Linked DNA regions of Mus musculus: region 1 is linked to region 2. Evidence: chromatin contacts called from public Hi-C data. All regions are on one chromosome and are shown on one strand. The core of a region is the stretch at or near the end of the contact, and the rest is flanking DNA. Distances in the headings are between cores, read along the strand shown.

Region 1 (6,194 bases), core at 52-2,551, 70 kb after region 2:
GTGAAGCTGCCTAGTCAAGGGAGTGTGGTAGAGGGATGGGTAGGAGGCAGCATGGAGACAGACTATACAGTTCTGCCTAATAGATGATGGAGACATATTGTGACAATGTCAACAGCTGAGATGACATTCAGGAGCCGCTGTGGGGTCTGGACCTTCACACCCTATACTCTGGATTATAGCATCCATGCTGGTCTCACTCCATCCACCTTGTGAGGAGCGGGTGTGGCAGCAATCCCAAGATGGCGCCTGGGACTTCAGCTAAGTCTTATGACTTGCATCTGACTTCCTCATACACCTGAAAATAAGCCATGACCATCATGAGAGCTGCGCAGGTGCACCATGATGCTGGCAGTGTAAACAAGTCCATATTTGGTGGAGACATGCCCCTGCCACCCTGATTGGCTGAAGCTGCGTGCCTGGTGAGGTGACGTGGCCTGCCGTGAGTTGGATGGGGGCTGAGAGTATATAAGAGTGAGAGGCCCAGGGTTCGGGGGAGAAAAAGAGAGAGGGAGAAAAAGATGAAGCGAGAGAGATGAAGATTGAAGTATGCTGAATAAACTGCTGTTAGAAGAACTGGTGGTCTTGTCGTTCTTGCTGGTCGAGAGCGGACGCGACACCACCTCTCTCCAATCAGTGTAGAAATTTCTGTCACGTTTTGGTCATAATCAACCACTAGAGCAAACAGATCTGGGTTAAAGCCTTGATCCATTGACCATTGTTGGTGAGACCTTGTACAAGACATTTCCTTACTCTTGGCCTATTTCTTTTAAAAAGTGTGTGTGTGTCTGTGTGTGTCTGTCTGTGTACCTGTATTGTGTGTGTGTGTGTGTCCTTGGGTCTCTGTGTGTGTATGTATGTCTGTCTGTTTGTGTGTCTGTCTCTCTGTATGAGTTTGTATGTGTGTGTGTCTTTCTGTGTCTGTGTATATGCAGGTGACCACGGAAGAGTGTATCAGATCCCCTGGAGCTGGAGTTTCAGGAGGTTCTGAGCCACCTGATATGTGTGCTGGGAACCAAACTCGAGTCTTCTGCATGATCAGTATGCATTCTCAAGTGCTGACCCAATCTCTCCAGCCCCTAAGCCTATTTCCCCTTTGACATAAAGAAATAATGCTAGTTACTGCACAGGTTCAGCGGAATGGATTGATAAGTGTAAGCATTTAGAGCGGAGCCTGGCACTCACGTGTTAAATGAGTGATAAACACTCCCGGTGCTCTGAGGACTTCCTATGCACAGTTCGGTTATTTCCTGCAGAGCACTCTGCCAGCTGCAGCATTGCTGGCGCTTTATAGGTTAGTGCTCATCTGCTGGATGGGTGTTAAGTGCTTTGCCAGGAGTGAGCACTTGCAGTTAGGGAGGCGCAGCACAGACTCTAATCACTGGCACAGGAAGGAAGGGAAGTGTCAGTGGGCTCCCACTAACCAAGCCCGACTTAAGCTTTGAGATAAGCAATACAGAAGTGCAGAGATGTCTCTGTTGGTAGAATGTTTGCCGCCCAATGGTGAGGGCCTGCTTTCAGATCCAGAGTAAAAATCCTACACTGGGGAGGCAGAGGCTTGCTGGTCAGTCAGACTAGCAGAATCAGTGAGCTCCAGGCTTAGTGAAAGATTCTGTCCCTGAAACTACGGTAGAAAGGCCAGTAAGAAAGTGCAATGGGAAAAGGCTCTTGTTCTGCAAACCCAATGGCCTGATTTCAATCCCTAGAACCCACATAAAGCAAGAAGTCAAAAATTAGCTCCATAAAGGTGTCCTCCGACCAGGTACATATAGTGATGCATGTGCCCATTCACAATCCACACTTCACACTCATATAAACACACCATATAAGCACACACACATATAAATAATAAAACAATAATACATTAAATAAATCATGAACCACGAGTCCATAGTGATATAAATAAGCAAATACGCAAATAAACAAATGGGCTGTGGGGAAGAGCAGTCTTCATGGCAACTAGAACACAGAGGAAGCACGTGAAGGTTTTAAAAGGGTACTGATTCGGGACTGGAGAGATGGCTCAGTGGGTGGTAACGCTTGTTTCTCTTGCAGAGGACCTGGGTTTGGCTCCTAGCACCCATGCCTGGTGGTTCATAACTGTCTTTAACTCCAGCTCCAGGGAGTCTGGGGCCTTCTCCTGGCCTTCGGTGGTACATTTACACATGCTGTGCATATAAACTCATGCAGGCACCCACACATACACACATTTTAAATCTCTGATTAGCAAACTCCATAGAAAGAACTGATGAGTGGGAATTGTTGGTGGATGCTAGAGCCACAGGGTAAGTCTGGGGGGAGCAGACCCTTCAGCATCGGCTTTTCTTGTGGGGAGCCGCACTCACATTTGCCATTATAAGATGGCACTGACAGCTGTGTTCTAAGTAGTAAATAATCTGCACATGTGCAGGGGCAGTTTTCCCGCCAAGTGCTCTGCCTTTCTTGTGATGACAACTGGGCCAATGGGCTGCAGTCAATCAGGGAGTGACACGTCCTAGGCGGAGGATAATTCTCCTTAAAAGGGACGGGGTTCTGGCACTCCCTCTCTTCGTCTCTTCGTCTCTTTCTCTTCGTCTTTTCCTCTGCTCTCTGCCTCTCTCCCTCTCTGCGTCTCTCTGCGTCTCTCTCTCTCTTCCTCTCTGCCTCTCTCTGCCGCGCTCTTCCTCTCTTGCTCCTGAGTAAGCAATAAAGCTTTGCCGCAGAAGATTCTGGTTTGTTGCGTCTTTCCTGGCCGGTTGCGAAAGCGCGTAAGATTTTCTTTTCTTTTTTCTTTTTTCTTTCTTTCTTTCTTTTTTTTTCAGGAAATGCTGATTAATGGTTAAGCTCACCGCACTCCAGCAGCAGCACTGGCATGGAGTCAAAGCAGCAGGGACTGGGCTGGGTGACCCCAGGGAGCCTCACACGGTGAAGAGGATGAAGAAGGCGACCGTCAAACAGAAGCATCCCACAACCTCAGACAGGATAAAACCCAGGATGGCACAGAAGAAGACCTGCTGCTTGAGAGACGGGTTCCTAGCATAGCCGATCATCAAGCTACCAAACACAGTGCCCATGCCAGCTCCTGATCCAGCCACACCAACTGTGGTGGCCCCAGCACAAATAAACTCGGCTGCTGTGTCAGTGTTCCTGGAAATAACACCAGTGGTCTGGGGTTCCCATCTGGCCACCTGGAGAGGAAGCAGGCTGTTAAGATGGGGCCTCTGAGCCGGGCAGTGGTGGCACATACCTTTAATCCCAGCACTTGGGAGGCAGAGACAGGTGGATTTCTGAGTTCAAGGCCAGCCTGGTCTACAGAGTGAGTTCCAGGACAGCCAGGGCTACACAGAGAAACCCTGTCTCGAAAAAAACAAAACAAAACAAAAGATGGGGCCTCTGGTACACTCAGGAAGGAGGCAGACAAGACACAGGCCTGGTTAAATCCCTGGTACAGGAGCCCGCCAGAACTGGAGAACCAAGCAGTGCCTTGGTGGTCTGCATTCAATCTGCATTCCCACCTCCCTGCAGCTCCTGCTCGCCCACAGCACTCTCCCTGCACGAGGTGACTGACTCTGAAGAGGATCTTTATATACTCCCCCAGAATGCTTATTAATTACAATGGATAACATCTTGACTTCCGAGTAGCAAACCCCAAAAGACCACATAGCTGAGAGAGAGGGTAAAGCCTCCTGTATCAGCGTTGGACGAAGCAGCTTCCTGCACTTCCTGCTTCAGGAAGGATAGGGCATCTCTTCTGAGTTGTTACCAAATACACACCAAAAAAAAGAGAAAAAATCTAACTGTGACTAGTTCCGATATGTACCAAAGTTTAACGGTGACTAGAACACTAGACACCTTCCAGTGTGAGCCTGTTCTACCACGTGACTGCTTCATACTCCTCAGAGATCAGAGAGGGGATTGTTCTAGATCAGACATCTGGCAGCTAAGCGATCATGTGGTCCTGGGCCAGGAAAAAATAGTGTTTTCTATACAAGAACATGAGTGGAGCGGCTAGCTTGTGGTGTTATATTTATGCTAATCTCCTGACTCATGTGGATATGAAAGAAAATGTCCTTGTTTTTAGGAATACACACTGAGGGGTGACCTCTCCAGTGACCTAGGACTAGCGATGGGTACATGGTAGGGGAGGTAGCTATGTGGATACACGGCAAGCAAGTAGACATTTGGAGCCATGATGTAAGGATGCATACGTGTTCTTTATAGCAATTTTATGGCCTTTTTAAAAAAATCTGGACTTACTTGAAAATTAAAAGCTATTCATAAATAAAAGCTATTCATAAACACAACTTCTTCTCATCCTTATTTGGAGAGAGGGGAAGGAGAGAGGGCAGAGAGAGAGAGACAGAGAGAGGCCTAGCAGGCTTAGCTTCTGTGTGGACAGTTGTGTTTCCAACAGTCCTGCAGGGTGCTGACAGAGAGAAGTGTTAACATTACTTCTGGCCCTACTCCAGAGAGGGAGGAAGCGAGAAGTGGAAACTGTGAATGCCTGTACGGCCAAGGGACCTGTTCCGCGACCTGTGACAGGGAAGTACGGAGCTGGCTCGGGCAGAAGTGGAACTGGTAAGGCCGTTGGGGTGGGCTTGGCTGAGTCTCAAGGACCAGAGCTCGCTTGCTCGCTCTCGCTTTCTCTCCCGACACAGGGAAAGGTAGCCACAAGTGGCTCAAAATTCAGCTTTGACTTTCTATTAAGCAACCACTGTTCTGAGTCATTTACATATGTCACTGGACTAACCCACACACCACTCACCTTGAAGATTAGGACACTGGCTGAGAAGGGATGGGACACAGGGGCTGCATAGAGCAGGAGAATGAAAGAGATGCGTTGTCTGACCATCATGCCGAACGCCTCTCAAAATGCTGGCTGAACTGAGGATTTACAAAATTAACCAATGGCTATGGAACACTCCAAAACAAAAGCCAAAGGCTAAATGAAAGCAGAAATCCCAGTGGGGGTAGGGCGGGTACCCACTGTCTAGGTCCAAAAGAAACTCGGGACAAATGGCTATCTATGGTGTCTTTTAGACTACCAAAGTGCATGCTGCCCTCCAGCCTCCAGTATCACGGCTCCCAGCCGTTCTCCTCAGCAATTCTCACCCGCCCCTACCCTAAACTTCTCTAATCCATGAGCTTTCCTTCCCCCATCTTCTCATTTTCTTATAACCCCGACATTTCAGCTATGTGCTCTCTTGATCCCCTCTCTTGTTTTTGGCTTCCTCTCTTGGCTCACAGACTCTGTCTTTATTCCTTGCCCTCCCCTCTTCCTCTCCTCCCATGGCCCATCCAGTCTGTTGGTCATCTTAGTGTACCACTTTCCCTCTCTGCTCTGGACTCCTCCACATACCTCTGGCTGTATTCCCCTTCTTATCTATGATTAAAAACCTTCCCCCGACCATACCTTGGAGCTGTCACGCTCCAGCTTTATCCATCTGGTTCCCAAACACTTACCTCTCGGAGGACATCTGCTACATAATATAAACCTTAGCTTTGATTCTCATGGACTGACTGAGATGGGGTCACTGCAGCCACCAGCCAGAGCCCTTGGGCACTAACAGAAGTCCCCAGGCCTTATAAAAAGCTAGGTCTCTAGGGATCTCTACAGACAGCCCAGCGATGAACTAAGAGGCGACTCCTGTGCACTCTACATAGAGATCTCAATACAGAACTGAGGGCAAAGCCATTCCCAAAGAATTCCTAACCCTGAAGGCTCTCAGTGAGTCTGAAGTCTCCGTTCACATTCCTTGGTTAAATGGAAACATCCTAAGCTGAAGTCTTAGGTTTAAACAGCCCTCCAGAGGTTTTGGTAAAAATGCGGAAGCAGCTAGAAGCTAATTCCTTCCTCATTTCCTGGAAGAGCAAAATGCACAAAAGTAAACAGAACAACAAACTCAAGTTCCATCCTGTAAGCCCAAGACTCAAGCACGGAAAGACTGGAGCAAATGAGAGCTCACCGGAAAGACATGATGATGAAATTATTATGCACACAGGTAATTATTTGGGGCAGAGAATGAAGGGCAGAGATTATAGCAAGCTAGCCCAGGAGCGGACAATTAAAACAAAAACAAACAGATAAAAACCCACCAGCGAACAGGCCTATGGCTGGGCAGTTACTCACCAGCAGCTCTGGCTCCCGCATTCCTGGCATTTTGATTTCTATAGTTCCAGGGGCTGGGGGTGGGGTCCCATGCACTGTAGGTGGTTTA
Region 2 (6,401 bases), core at 123-2,622:
CCTTCTTAATGCCTCAATGAGCCAGCGAAACAAACCAAGACAGCAAACTCCAGGTGGTGGGGCTGCCTGAGGCTACCACTGCCTCTCATTCTTTAAGACAACCTCCACCCAGAAAACTAGGCTTATGACCCTTCCACCATATGCTGTGATTCTCAGCTTTTTTCCAAGCAACAACAACCCCACCCACACATGTCTAAAACCTTGTTGCTTCTTCTACACATGTATAGTATCAGCACTTCAAAGTACTAAACATGCTCTGCAACATCCAGGAGGTTCGGTGGCCAGCCAGTCTAGCCCAAACAGAGAGCATCTGTAAGAGATTCTATCTCAAGCACAAGGTGGAACGTGATGAAGACACTCAACAGTGACCTCTCCCCTCTCTATACACGCAGTGTCCACACACAAAGAATTGCATTCTCCTGGAAGATGTATTTTTAAGAAGGAAGTGAAAATGGGCTAAGGTCATCAGGGAACTTAGAAGTTGGGGACTCTGACAAGACTTCTTATATAGGAAATGTAAATGATGCTGCAGCACAAAGAAATGTTGCCCCTAAAGCCAAGCCCTAAGCATTAGAACTGGGGTTCATCAGTCCTCTCCTTCAAACCCCTTGGCTCTGCCTTGGTTTCAGGGTCCTTAAGTCTGCCCTCACCTACCTTCCAGATCCTCCAGGTTGGTTAAAATCAGCATCAGGGTCAGACAAGCTGCTGCTGGCACGATGTTCCTCTGCCATGAGTTCGGGCTCAAGGTAGGTCTTGAGCAGAGGAGGTGGGAAGGAGCCAGGCAGGGATCGGCTCAGTGCTAGGGTAGGGTTCCCCTAGGCTTCACCTGGTCCGTCTTTCCAGTTAGTTCCACAAGCCTCGCTTTGTGGATGAGAAATAGAGGCTCAAAGGAATGAACTGAGTCTACCAGACACAGAAGTAGGATGTGTTTATCAGGGAAGGTTCCAGGCACATCGGCCCCTAGTGGCCGTGCCTCGTGTGCCCCAGTGCGGCCATGAACATAACCCAACACAGAGTCAAAACGGAAAACACCGAGGTTGCTGTTGCTTTGCTTCTGTAGCTCCACTACCCAGTTCTCAAGCACCGGCTTTATGGATAATGTTGTATTACAATGTTAGGTCTAAGCCGTTTGACAATAAAACTCCACTTTCTTTTAAGCTCCAGGGCACTGTGTGTGGCCCAAAGTCCCTGCCTCCCTCCATTCTCATGGCTTGCGTAGTCACCCCACCGAGCTCACCTTCATTTCTGTTCTCACTCATCTCTGTGCAGTCCGAAGTCTAAATCCAGGAGTGTCTTTGTCATTCAGGGAGCAGAAGCTTGCTCCTCCGCCCCCTCCCCTCTCTTTTAAGCACAAGGTGGCTTGCAGGGTAATGAGACCCATCTTTTCCCCTCCTGGAGCCAACTACCCAGCAGCTCCCCATTATCTAGATGGCCTTGGCATAATTACAGAGAACTGGCTCGGAGTATCCGGTTGGAGCAAATCTGAAGAGTATTGGCTTCAGCTGAAGTGTTCACAGGCTGGGAGGGCCCCTGCTCTTCGAAGGAGGCTAGAGCCAGGGCCTGTGTGTACAGGCAAGACACGGGATGAATCGGGTGCTCACTGACTATGGAAAGTAACCAGAGGGGGAGGAGCCTGTTCAAAGCACAAAGAAGCCTATGGTACCTCCCCGTTTCTGAGGAGGCCATATTTGAGAGTAGGCTGAAGTGGGGTTTAGTCAGCACAGGAGGGGCCACTGCATTAAGAGGTCTTGGAGGGAGCACCAGGAACCCCAGGCACCATCCCCTAGGGCCCAGGACATAGGGTCCCTTGCCTGTGTGGCTTTGGCAAGCCTTCCTTTCTCCTTGGGAAAGACAGAGGCCAGGAAAACTACATCCCAGGTGGTGTGGAGACTAACTGGAGGATGGATGTGTGCTGACATGACGGGGCAGGAAGGGTTGTATGAAATGTCTCAGCTGTGACTGAGCCTCCCGTGACTGTCTAGGGACAGATGTGGACCCAAAGTAGCCTATCCTTCCAGAATACCCATGCCCTGCTCTCAAACTTTGAGGGAAAGATGATCCAGGTGTGGTGGCACGTGCATTTAATCCCAGCACGTGGGAAGCAGAGACAGGAGGGCCTCCTTGAGTTCAGGTACAGCCTGGTTTATGTAGTGAGACCCTGGGCTACAGTTGGGTGCTGGTCTAGGGACCCCAGGACTCTGGACTGCTAACGTCCACCCCTCCTTTTGCCCCACGGCCACTTTCCCTCCTCATTCGCCCTTCTGTTTTTTTTTTTTTTAATGGCATTATTTTCTTCTAAATGGTAAACACACCTGACTCATTTCTCTGTGTTGTTTCTTTCCAGCTCCCCTATCTAGAATCTAAACCCCATGAGGAGAGATGCTTCAACTGTCTTATTTATTGCTGTCTGTCTGAGGAAGACCAGGAGCTCAATAATTGCTGGGATTTGGACTGAAAGTTTCCTCCTAAGGCCTTAAAGCAGTGCTGTTGGCTCTCTCTCTGTCTCTCTCTCTCTCCTCTCCTCTCCACCAGCGGCTCCCCAGTATGATATGCTACCTGGTCTAATATTAACAGAGCTAAGCAACTGTGAACTGAAGCCTTCAAAACTATGCATGGAAATAAATCTTCTGTCTTTCCAAAGTTGTTTGCCTCGAGATTCATAACATTAATGGATGTTAATACCTTGTCAGTGGATGAGTGGGTGGGTGGGTGGGTGAGTGGATGCCCGAAGGCACTTATCTGAGGTCTGGGCTTTAGGCTTCTCTGCTCTCTGGTTCCAAGGCACATAGAGAGGGATCTTGGTTATGTTTGATTAACATTTATTTATAGTATAGTATAGTATATTGATTTTTAAATTTTGTGTTTATTTTATTCATTTTATGTATGAGTGCTCTGCTGCATGTACACCTGCATGCCAGAAGAGGGCGTCAGATCCCTTTATAGGTCATGAACCACCATGTGGGTGCTGGGAAATGAACTCAGGACCTCTGGGAGAGCAGCCAGTGCTCTTAACCACTGAGCCAGCTCTCTAGCCCATATTATATTGACTAATGAGTGAAGATGATAACTTTAAAATTAAGCAATTGTATGCCCTTGGTGAATGTTGGCAGCAGAAGGAAGAGTTTACTAGAGAAAAAGCCCTTGTTTATAACCTATCACATTGGGCTGGCTTGGAGCCTCCTCTTTGGGGCATCACTTCCAGCCATTCAGACATAACCCAGATTTGCCAACAGGGGGCGCTAAGTCCTTATTTTTTTGCTATTCATGGAACTTGTGGTAGTCAGTGTAGGTCCACAAAGGCTGCAGTCCGAATAAAGAAAAGGCCAGGTGCAGTCATGGCTATCACCCTTCAGCCCCTGAGGTATAGTAGGTGACCGCAGAAGGGCTGGAATTTAGAGGTGCCTGAGGTCCATTGCCAGGCCCTCGTAGGTCTCCACAACTGTTGACTTCCTGTATCCCCTGATGGTTCAGAGTCTGCATTTTGAGGACTGGACAGAGTGAGTAATCTCAGCCAGAGTCTCCTACATAAACACATCCCAGACTCACCAGCCACCTCTTCCTGTCCTTCCTCACACCTTTTCTCAAAGTTCTGCTTCAAAACCAGACAAGAGTCCATGAGCAGCATCTGACTTGGCCAGCTTTAGAAGGCCCTGGGTTTGAAGGTGGGGACAGCAGAAGTAGGCAACAGTAGCTGATGAGGGGAGACTCCTCCTCCCAACTGCTCCTGCTCCCAGCATCCTCCAGAGAGCAACCTGCTAAGCCTGGAGATAGAGGCATGGGGGACAAAGCCTGCCAAGAACCCCTGACACACCTCAAAGAAAGGTAAAGGTTGGTCGTGATGATCAAAGGCTCAGAGAGAAACAGGGGTCCTCCCTGAAAGCACCAGGCTTACCCCAGCTGCAGGTGCTACCTGGAGTCTGTACCACTGCTATGTTTTGTGTCACAGGGCTAGAGTCTCACATAAGACACTTCCTGACAATTTGATAAACAAAGGGTCTAATTTACAGGAGAACACACTGAACCCAGCAGGGTTCTTCAACCTCATCCAAGTTCAAGCTACTTGCATTAGTTGAGTGAAATCTAGTCTGAAGCCAGGCCCAACATGGCGTCTTCCCGGGCCACAGAGACCGGCCCTGAAGAATCCTCCTGTAGTGTGCTTGTCTTTGGGCGATTTGACATGACCCAGAGTGAGAGGCTGAAGAGGACACAGGCTAGAAAGGCCTTGGCTCCAGCTTCTTCAAACCACTCACCCTACAGGGCCTGTCCTTCAGAGTGGTCCCTTCCCTCCAGAAAGTCCATGCTGCCTGCAGCCTCCCTGTGCCCTCAGGCCTCAGCTCTTCCCCCATGGTTGGTTCTCAGAGCACTCAGACTCCACCAGGTCAGTCATGTTGCATGTCCCTTCCCTTATCCGATGGGGACCATGCACCCAGTAGGTACCAAGCACACAGTAGTTACCAAGTCACTGTTTCTGTTTACTTGTCTAGTGTTTGCATGGGAAGTCAGACAGCCCCCCACCCCCCCAAAAAAGCTGTTCTTGCTTTCCAGAGAATTCTGAACCCGATTTGCAAACAACAACATCTGGCCCCGTTAGAGAGCAGCAGGAGCAAATTAGCCTTGCTCAGTCATAAGCACATACGCACAGTATGTGTCTCAGTCACAAGCAGCCCGTGGGCCACATGCACTCTGGAATGGACTGAAGGCGTGAGAGGATGCTATTACCTAGGGAGCTAGACAAAAGCCTGCGGGAACCTAGGGAGTATGCAGCTCTGTGGAGTAGTCTTACAGGCAGAACAGCAGCAAATGAAAAGGCCCTGGGGGTAGCAATGGCTCCAGGGCTGCTATTTATGAAAAATGGATTTCCGAATTAGCAAACAAAGCTAGGACTTTGGTTTCTATTCTAAATGTGGGGAGGGAAAAAAAAAAAAAAAAACAAAGCCCAGATTTTTCTGGACCTGTCTGTCATGGGTTGCTCGCTGCAGTTGAGCCAGGGGCAGGCAGCCAATGGCCATGCGAGTTATACCTGTGCTTGGAGCCACTTAGAGATTGTCTTTGCTGTGAGGTTATCACCCTGGTTTCTGTGAGCCCAGTGTAGCAGTCTCAGCCAGGGCCCTGCTAACCAATGCCACGCCTCATCCACGTTTAATGCCCCAAGCCCTGGTAGGACCTCTGCTAGAGAAATAGGGGATGGGTCTCAGTGGCCTCTCACCCCACCCTAACCTTTATCTTCATGGTGTTAGAGAAGCCATGCTTCCCACAGACATCCCAGAAGGCTGAGAATCATATTCTAAGGCACACTCAGTGGGTCCACAGGGGAGCCTCTGAGTGCTCCCTGCCCCTCCTCCCTCCTCTGAGTGCTCCCTGCCCCTCCTCTCTCCTTTGAGTGCTCCCTGCCCCTCCTCCCTCCTCTGAGTGCTCCCTGCCCCTCCTCCCTCCTTTGAGTGCTCCCTGCCCCTCCTCCCTCCTTTGAGTGCTCCATGCCCCTCCTCCCTTCTCTGCTCTCTCCCCTGCCCCTCTCTGTGTTTTCTCTGGGGTTCTTCCTCCATCTCATTAGGCTGCAGAGAGTGGTTCTGATAGCAGGCCCCTCTCTCTCCCTCAGGTCTTAGTCTGACCTGGTATCCGATTCCTCTTCAAATATGAATAAGACTCTTCTGGCCAGAGCTGTTCTGCAGGAGAGCTGTGCTAGGTCTTCCCTGGGCTCTTTCCATTTGTTTCCTCCAAGGTCTTCCTACCCTGGCTAGGCTGGCTAGCAAATTCCCCACTCCCATCCCCCAGGGCTTGGGCACAGAGCTGTTTTATTTCTCATAGACACAGTCTATCTACTGGGTACCCAAGCCTCCTCCCCAGGGAGGTCCCAAGGGCTAGAGTGTGGGCACAGGAGCCGGCGGCAGACTGTGGGACACTGTGCAGTGCGAGGCTCTGTTTCCCTGGGACCAGAGGTCAGGAGGGTGTCTGGCTTAGGCAGAAATTGAAACTGGGTAATTGTCCAGGCCCTGGAGGGCTCCTAGTCAGAGCTCCTGGAGATATCTGTCTGTGCAGTGTGGTATGGATATATATACATTTGGTCAATACTCAGCTCAGACTCCGGGTAGATAGCTAGGCATCTCGGCATAGCATCTTCTCAGTTACAAAGGCAGGTCGGGAGGAGTGGCTGAGAGAACATAAATGGCGGGTGTGAGTTGACCTTTGCCCTGCCACAGTGTACCCTGCCCATCCCCCTCCCCCTCCCCCCAGCCCATCCTCCCTCACCCCCTCACCCCCACCCGATAGCTTAAGCGTCTGTTCTTTTGCCATTTCTCTCTGAGTGCTACTTAACCGCGGGTTTGCCGGTCTCCTGAGGCTGAAGCTGTTACAAGAAACCTTCCAGAGGGAGCTCTGCTGACTGCTCTTACTGTCACACCCCA

What was found. Hi-C and Micro-C count contacts between places; a contact is called where the count stands out from the background.
Region 1: a Hi-C map of cerebral cortex shows a contact between it and region 2, with 3 times the contacts expected there. The contact joins the enhancer-like site here to the promoter of Accsl in region 2. A contact is called at or near these places in 14 of 39 promoter capture datasets (the C10 cell line, the HPC-7 cell line, cranial neural crest and 7 more), 6 of 15 datasets of contacts at CTCF or cohesin (the NIH/3T3 cell line, embryonic stem cells, pro-B cells and 1 more), 77 of 484 Hi-C or Micro-C datasets (8-cell embryo, the AtT-20 cell line, B cells and 30 more), 16 of 115 datasets of contacts at active chromatin or transcription factors (PVALB interneurons, embryonic stem cells, microglia and 1 more) and 1 of 9 other capture datasets (embryonic stem cells).

What each region holds. Positions count from the first base shown.
Region 1 is chr2:93,937,405-93,943,598 of GRCm38.p6, forward strand. Gm39884 (a long non-coding RNA gene) reads left to right here and starts at 4,729. Exons shown (of 2, transcript XR_001783415.2): 1 at 4,729-6,194. It also overlaps the pseudogene Gm1335. Within about 2 kb of position 1,302, at least 13 of the 459 cell types and tissues checked have an H3K27ac peak or open chromatin away from gene starts, as enhancers often do. A contact at or near this core is called in the P5424 cell line, PVALB interneurons and cerebral cortex, where this site is marked.
Region 2 is chr2:93,867,785-93,874,185 of GRCm38.p6, forward strand. Accsl (1-aminocyclopropane-1-carboxylate synthase (non-functional)-like) reads right to left here and starts at 1,373. Exons shown (of 15, transcript NM_001033452.4): 1 at 1,238-1,373. The coding sequence starts at 1,259.